Regions from separate parts of the Mus musculus genome. Here region 2 is linked to region 1. A link is a contact called in public HiChIP or PLAC-seq data. All regions are on one chromosome and are shown on one strand. The core of a region is the stretch at or near the end of the contact, and the rest is flanking DNA. Distances in the headings are between cores, read along the strand shown.

Region 1 (3,050 bases), core at 152-2,651:
CAACATCTGTGCCGGGCATGGTGGCGCACGCCTTTAATCCCAGCACTCGGGAGGCAGAGGCAGGCGGATTTCTGAGTTCGAGGCCAGCCTGGTCTACAAAGTGAGTTCCAGGACAGCCAGGGCTACTCAGAGAAACCCTGTTTCAAAAAACCAAAAAAAAAAAAAAAAGTTTTATTTGTAATTGAATGTATGTATGTATGTATGTATGTATGTATGTATGTATGTATGTATGTGTGTGTCAGTGTGTGGGTATGTGCATATAAGTGCTGGTGTCCACAGAGGCCAGAAGAGAGTTTTGAGTCCCTTGGAACAGGCATTATAGGTTGTAAACCACCTCATGTAGGTACCGGGGGACCTAAGTTGGGTCCTCTGCAAATGACTGAGCCATCTCTCTAGCCCCAAGAATAACTGTTTAGGGGGCTGGAGAGGTAGGTCAGTGGTTAAGAGCACTGACTGCTCTTCCAGAGGTCCTGAATTCAATTCCCAGCAACCACATGGTGGCTCACAACCATCTGTAATAAGATCTGCTGTCTGCTTCTGGTGTGTTTGAAGACAGCTACGATGTACTTGAATAAATAAATAAATAAATAATCTTTTTTTTAAAGAATAACTGTTCACATGAATTAATATCAAGTGACTTTGATAGGATGCTGACTGAAGGGCACATATTCTTGTGCTTGCCCAGGAAACCGTATTACTGCCTCAGGAGAGTGCATTCTGTCCTGTCTGCTCATGCAGATGGTAAGTGCTGGATGTCCCCTTCAGGGCTCTGCTTTCCCTAGCTGTACCAACTTGCCCTCTCAAGCATAGGTTACTCCTGGAAATTTTGGGAATCGCTGGTGGGCTCCAACTGTCTCCCATGGTAACAGCTGGATGTTGTGGCTAGTCATCTGTGACCAGCTGTGCCAGTGGATGAAAGGCAGCTGTGGTTTTTGCTTGTTTTGTTGTTTTACTAAATATATACAGGCCTGACCTTTTTCCCCGAAGAACAAAATGACAACTGCTCTTGTCATCTTTACAAGTCTCAGAAAAAAGTCTTACTGACCCTCGGAGAACAGTGGTGGGAGTAGTCTTCGACACCTGGGGTAGACGGCTTTAAATACCCCCAAGTTGTATAAGACAAGGCTATTGTAAGACTCTGGGGAGCCTTAGCTTACTGGGGACCCCCTGAGTGAAGCATGTGGAGTCAGGATCAATGCAAAAAGCAAGAGGAATTTATTGTTGAAGTGCATTGGGGTCGTCCCAGACCCTAAGGAGAGGCGCTGATCACCAGCACCAGTTCAGTGAGGTTTTATATGGTTTCCAGGGGCAGAACAGAGCATCAGCAACTAGGCACAATATGAATGGCGGAATTCTGCACCCTTTAAACTGATTGGTCTTTAGGGAAAGAGGTGACAAGGACTTCCCTTGCCTGAAGGTGGGCAATAGGTCCTTCCTGTCCCCACCTTCGGGGCGGTTCTGCTCTGTTGTCTTAGAAATGTTAATTAGGCTCTCCCATCCAGAGGCACGAGTGTTTCAAGACCTTCTCAAAGTTCCTAAGCTGACCTTTTCACCATCTTTAGTAATAGCCACATAGTCATTAGGACTAATAATCCACCCCTTGGTTTTTGTTTTTGTTTTTTTCATTTAGTTTTAAAATTCACAATGTAAAATGAAGACTTCCAGTATTAAAAATATTTTTCTAAGTTTTTCTAAACGGTGTCACCCACCACTAAAATTTGCTCACACTCAACGGAAATATCACACGGTGCCTCTTGCGTTCTTCATCGCTGCTTTCAAATTTAAATACAAGTTAAAAAGGACTCAGCAGACGTCAGAAACGAAGTCAGTCAAATTTGGCTAATTATTTTTGGTCTACTTTTCTTTTTTAGAGTTCCACTACTTTGCATACTTAATTAGTGTTCTGAGGTGAATTGAACCTATAACCTATAAACTCGCTCTGCGCAAACACTCTGCCACTGAACTACATTATCAGCTCAAACCCCAGGTGTGTAAGTTGTGGAGAACTATTGGGCCTTGAAGGAATTTGGCAGGAATTTGTCGTTGGGCTAGGACACAGAAGTAGGCTCAGGCAGGAATTTGACTTTGGGTTGGGGCTCAGGAATTAGGCTCAGATTAAGAACATTTACATTTGGGCTAATGCAAAGCTCAGAGAGAGCTCACATCATCCTGAAACAGTGATCATGGGACTTTTGTGTTTATTGCCTTATCTGTTCCTTAACCTAGAACTGAACTTATTATTTGCATGTACTTAAAAGCAGACTGGGAAAAAAATAAACCCGCTTCGGCCTCAGCACAGGCTGGGGTCATGCTACAGTCTTGTCTAATTGTCTTTTTCTGTTTAATCTTCGCTCCCTCCCTGGAGAACCCTTTGGCTGACTGAGCTGGCTTGGTCAGTCAGTGTAGGGATGCCCAGTGCTGCAGGACTCGGAGACAGCCTAGGCTGACTCAAACGATCCCCGGCTCCCAGAGTCTGCCCTAACCAGGTTCTTTATTGTGATTCCACACGGAGCTGTGGGAAGGAGGTGTAGAGGTGGAGGGTCAGCGTTCCTTCTGGGCTCTGCCGGACAGTTACCTGACAATAGACTGGCAGGCCTGCCTTACTATAAAAGGGCCTGTTTGGTCCCTCCTGGCTCTCTTACTCCCTTGTTATCTCTGCCTCTTCTCTCCCCCACCCCTTTCTCTGTCTCTCCCCTCCCCCCTCTCTTCACATGTTCCTGGCAGGCCTTTTCTCTCTCCCTATCTCTATCTCCCTTCTCAACTCCCCTGTCTTTCTCTGCCTCTGCTCCCTTCTCAACTCCCCTTCCCATGTCCTAAATACACTCTGTTCTATACTATACTCATTGAACTTATGGCTGGTACCTCAGGGGGAAGGGATGCCTTAGCATGGGCAGACAGAGGCACCCCTCCCACCTCAACATACCTGACATATCCTGACTCTCCTTTTTCATACAACACAACAGAGAGGGCAGAGAGGGTAGAGAGCGAGCAGAGTCTGCGCAACTGGGGCTCCTCTTACCCCTACAGGAAGTACAGTGTTTGCTAAAGGA
Region 2 (3,050 bases), core at 263-2,762, 500 kb before region 1:
TTATGTAGGGTTACAGATATATATCTGTATCAGATTCCAATCTCCATTCTCACAATTTGGGATTTGATATTAAGCCAAACCACTAAGATCTGAATCGGTGGTAAGTGCTTGATCTAACCGGCACTGTTTGCCGCTGGCACTCCTTTTGCCAAAGCTTCTTTGGCTAGATAATCCTCTTTAATTTACTGCATTAGCATAGTTAATTAGACTATTGACAATCCTTGAGGCTAAAGAACCATTCTTTTTTTAAGGTTTCCTGAAGTATGTTTGTGTTTAACTGCTGTGTGTTTACCTTCAGAGCAAAGGCATTTATTTTATCCAAAATGAGTGATGTGGCTTGGAGGTGACCTGACTCTATAGGCTCATGGATTTGTATGTTTGAATACCTGGCCTGCAATTAATGGGCATTGTTTTAGGAGGTTACAGAACCTTTGTGACATGGGACATTACTGGTGGACACAGGCCACCAAGATTGGGCCTTGAGGATTGTAAGACTCTGCTTCCAGTCCCAAGTTTTTTGTGACTTCACCCAGGACATGAGAGGAACTCTGACATCACATCCTGTCAGCCTAGAGTAGGTGTCCCAACTGCCTTCCCTTCTATAAACTGACGGATGTGCCAGAAAACCATGAGCCGAAGTAAATCTATTCTCCCTTACATGTTTCAGTCAGAGTGGTGAGGGAGGCTGGCCCAGAGGATGGAAGAACCTGTCAGGGCTTTGGCTACACCACCTGGGTGGTTCCATATGCAAATGAGTCTAGTTGACACAATTGTCTTTTAATCTGTGCCTCACTGAGGAAAATTTCAGGCAGCTCATTTGTGGCAGAAAACTCATTCTCAAAGGCCGAGAACCTTCTTCTCAGTCATGGTACACAATTCAAAACGGAAGCCCCCCAACCATTTAAATATGATTGTAGCCTGGAAGGCTCAACTTCATTGTAGTCTGTCTGTGAAAGCACAGACAAATTTGCAGTCATTTTAAGACGGTGACGACAGGTGGCTTTCCAGATTTGCTCAAAAAGAGGACAGCATCCTGTGACTGCAAACTTGCACAGAGGAGATGGGTTCTATGGAAGGGAAGTAAAGGGCACACAAGAGAAACGCTACTTTTGAACCTGTTGGAAATATCAGGAAACGCTTAAGGGTCGTCAGTGCCGCTGCCGTGAGGAAGACTATAATCCACCACAGGAAGACTATAATCCACCACGTGAGGATTTTCTCAACAGCAGAGAAACGCAGCAGATCCTAATCAGGAGTACACTATCCGTGCTGGAAAGATGAATGAGAGATAATTACTTATAGCCAATCACTGCTTTTCTAGTGATGAGATAAGGAACTTCATTGAACCAAATTAGCATCGTCTTCAGCTTAGAAGAAACCGAGGCAGAACATACATAGAGGGAACGAACCAGAGGCGAAGAGAGTCGGGCCCACAGGTGCCATAAACACTGTCTGGCGAGACTCATGCTGGAAGAAGCTCACCCCAAACAGCCTCGCCTTTATTCTCCGTTGGGGAAATTCCCAAGTGGAATTTCTCCATGAGGGCACTTTCTATACAAATGCAAAATACCACGCAGTGGGGTGGGGTTGAGGTGGGGTGGGGTTGGGTAAAACACTAAGCAGCTGCCAGACAGCTCCTTAGTAAGAAATCATTTCAACAACAGTTGTGTGGCAAAGATCTCCACATTGGTGGGGGTGGGGTCCTATAGTAGCCGGTGCAGAGAGCAATCTAGGGGAGAATCCTTGTGTTCGGATATTGGGGTTTAGTTGTGGAAAGCCATTAATCAAATCGTCCCTAGATGAGGATGTAGTTACAGATGGTGATATAAAAAGCAATGTGCAGGAAAAGCGGGGTTTAAGAAGCATATGGCTTCATCTAGCACGAGGCCTCCGAGAGCCTCTGAGGGCGTGGCCACTGAGGTCAATGTGGATAGATGCGCGGGAGAGAGTGATGTGAAGACCAGGAAAACAGACTCGTTCTGAGCAAGGTAAGAGTATATCCAATACCCACTAAAATACAGTCTCCGTTCCATGGAAGATACAGGGTGCTGTAAATGTTTCACCATGAGTGACGCTTGAGAACGTTCTGCTAAGTAAAGGAGGTCAGAGAGACGCAAAAAATATGTCACTTACATGAAATGTCTATGTTAGGAAACTCCACAGATGTTTAAAAAAAAAAAACAACCACCAAAAATACTACCACCAACAGCAACAACAACAAATACTCAACACTGCCAGGAAACAAAAAGATAGACGATAAATAAATAAATAAATAAATAAATAGCTTGTTTGTATGATTAGTTGGTATTCTGCCTTGCACCGCATGCACATGCGCACTGGCCACCAGCCGCTGCCTGCTGTCATGCTGGCTTTGTCTCTCCTGGTCCCCTGTTGTTTTGGCCATCCTTCCACACTGCTGCCTTTCAGTTCCTGGAAGAGACCGGGCTCACTCTGCCAAAAGGAAGACCTTTGAACATACTGCTTATTTTTTAAAAATGTACTCAAATACCAAAACATACAACTTACTTTTTAAAGCATTTTAAATCAGACACCTCAATCATATTTCCGTATATTCCCAATTGTTGCCTAAACAACGGAGTCACAGTTACCAGGCCCTGGGGATGGGGGAATGAGATAGATCTATATATGGAACATAGACTATGGTTATGAAAGAGTAGTAAACTCAGTGCTCCAAGGTATGCTAATCATGAAGCAGATAGTGACATTCTTCCACCCACCCACTTCCTGAGTTCAAGGAGTATTCATTCAAAGAAAGTCACCCTGACCATTACCGGAAGCTGCAATGCAAATGTGCTATTGTTAGGGGCTCTTAGAAACTGTCTTGAGAGTTAACAATTACCACGTATTCCTTGTGACACCTGTGACTTTGTACTTCCTTGTGACTCTTATCTGGTATTTTTGGTATTTTCCAACAACGCCCTTCCCACCTCCTTGAGTTGTGGTTCTTTCCTTTAAATACCCCCTTACTCAGCTACTCAGGGCGCCACGGTCCTCTACCCCTGCGTGGTGTATGACCATGGGCCCAAGAG

Evidence for each region. HiChIP or PLAC-seq counts read pairs in DNA pulled down with a chosen protein or histone mark.
Region 2: an H3K27ac HiChIP or PLAC-seq map of embryonic stem cells shows a contact between it and region 1, with 6 times the contacts expected there. The contact joins two enhancer-like sites.

Annotation. Positions count from the first base shown.
Region 1 is chr10:111,408,087-111,411,136 of GRCm38.p6, reverse strand. No RefSeq gene overlaps it. Among named protein-coding and RNA genes, the nearest start is that of Gm30145, 31 kb to the right of the region's middle. Within about 2 kb of position 1,401, at least 31 of the 459 cell types and tissues checked have an H3K27ac peak or open chromatin away from gene starts, as enhancers often do. A contact at or near this core is called in embryonic stem cells, where this site is marked.
Region 2 is chr10:111,912,098-111,915,147 of GRCm38.p6, reverse strand. No RefSeq gene overlaps it. Among named protein-coding and RNA genes, the nearest start is that of Gm20758, 39 kb to the right of the region's middle. Within about 2 kb of position 1,512, at least 13 of the 459 cell types and tissues checked have an H3K27ac peak or open chromatin away from gene starts, as enhancers often do. A contact at or near this core is called in embryonic stem cells, where this site is marked.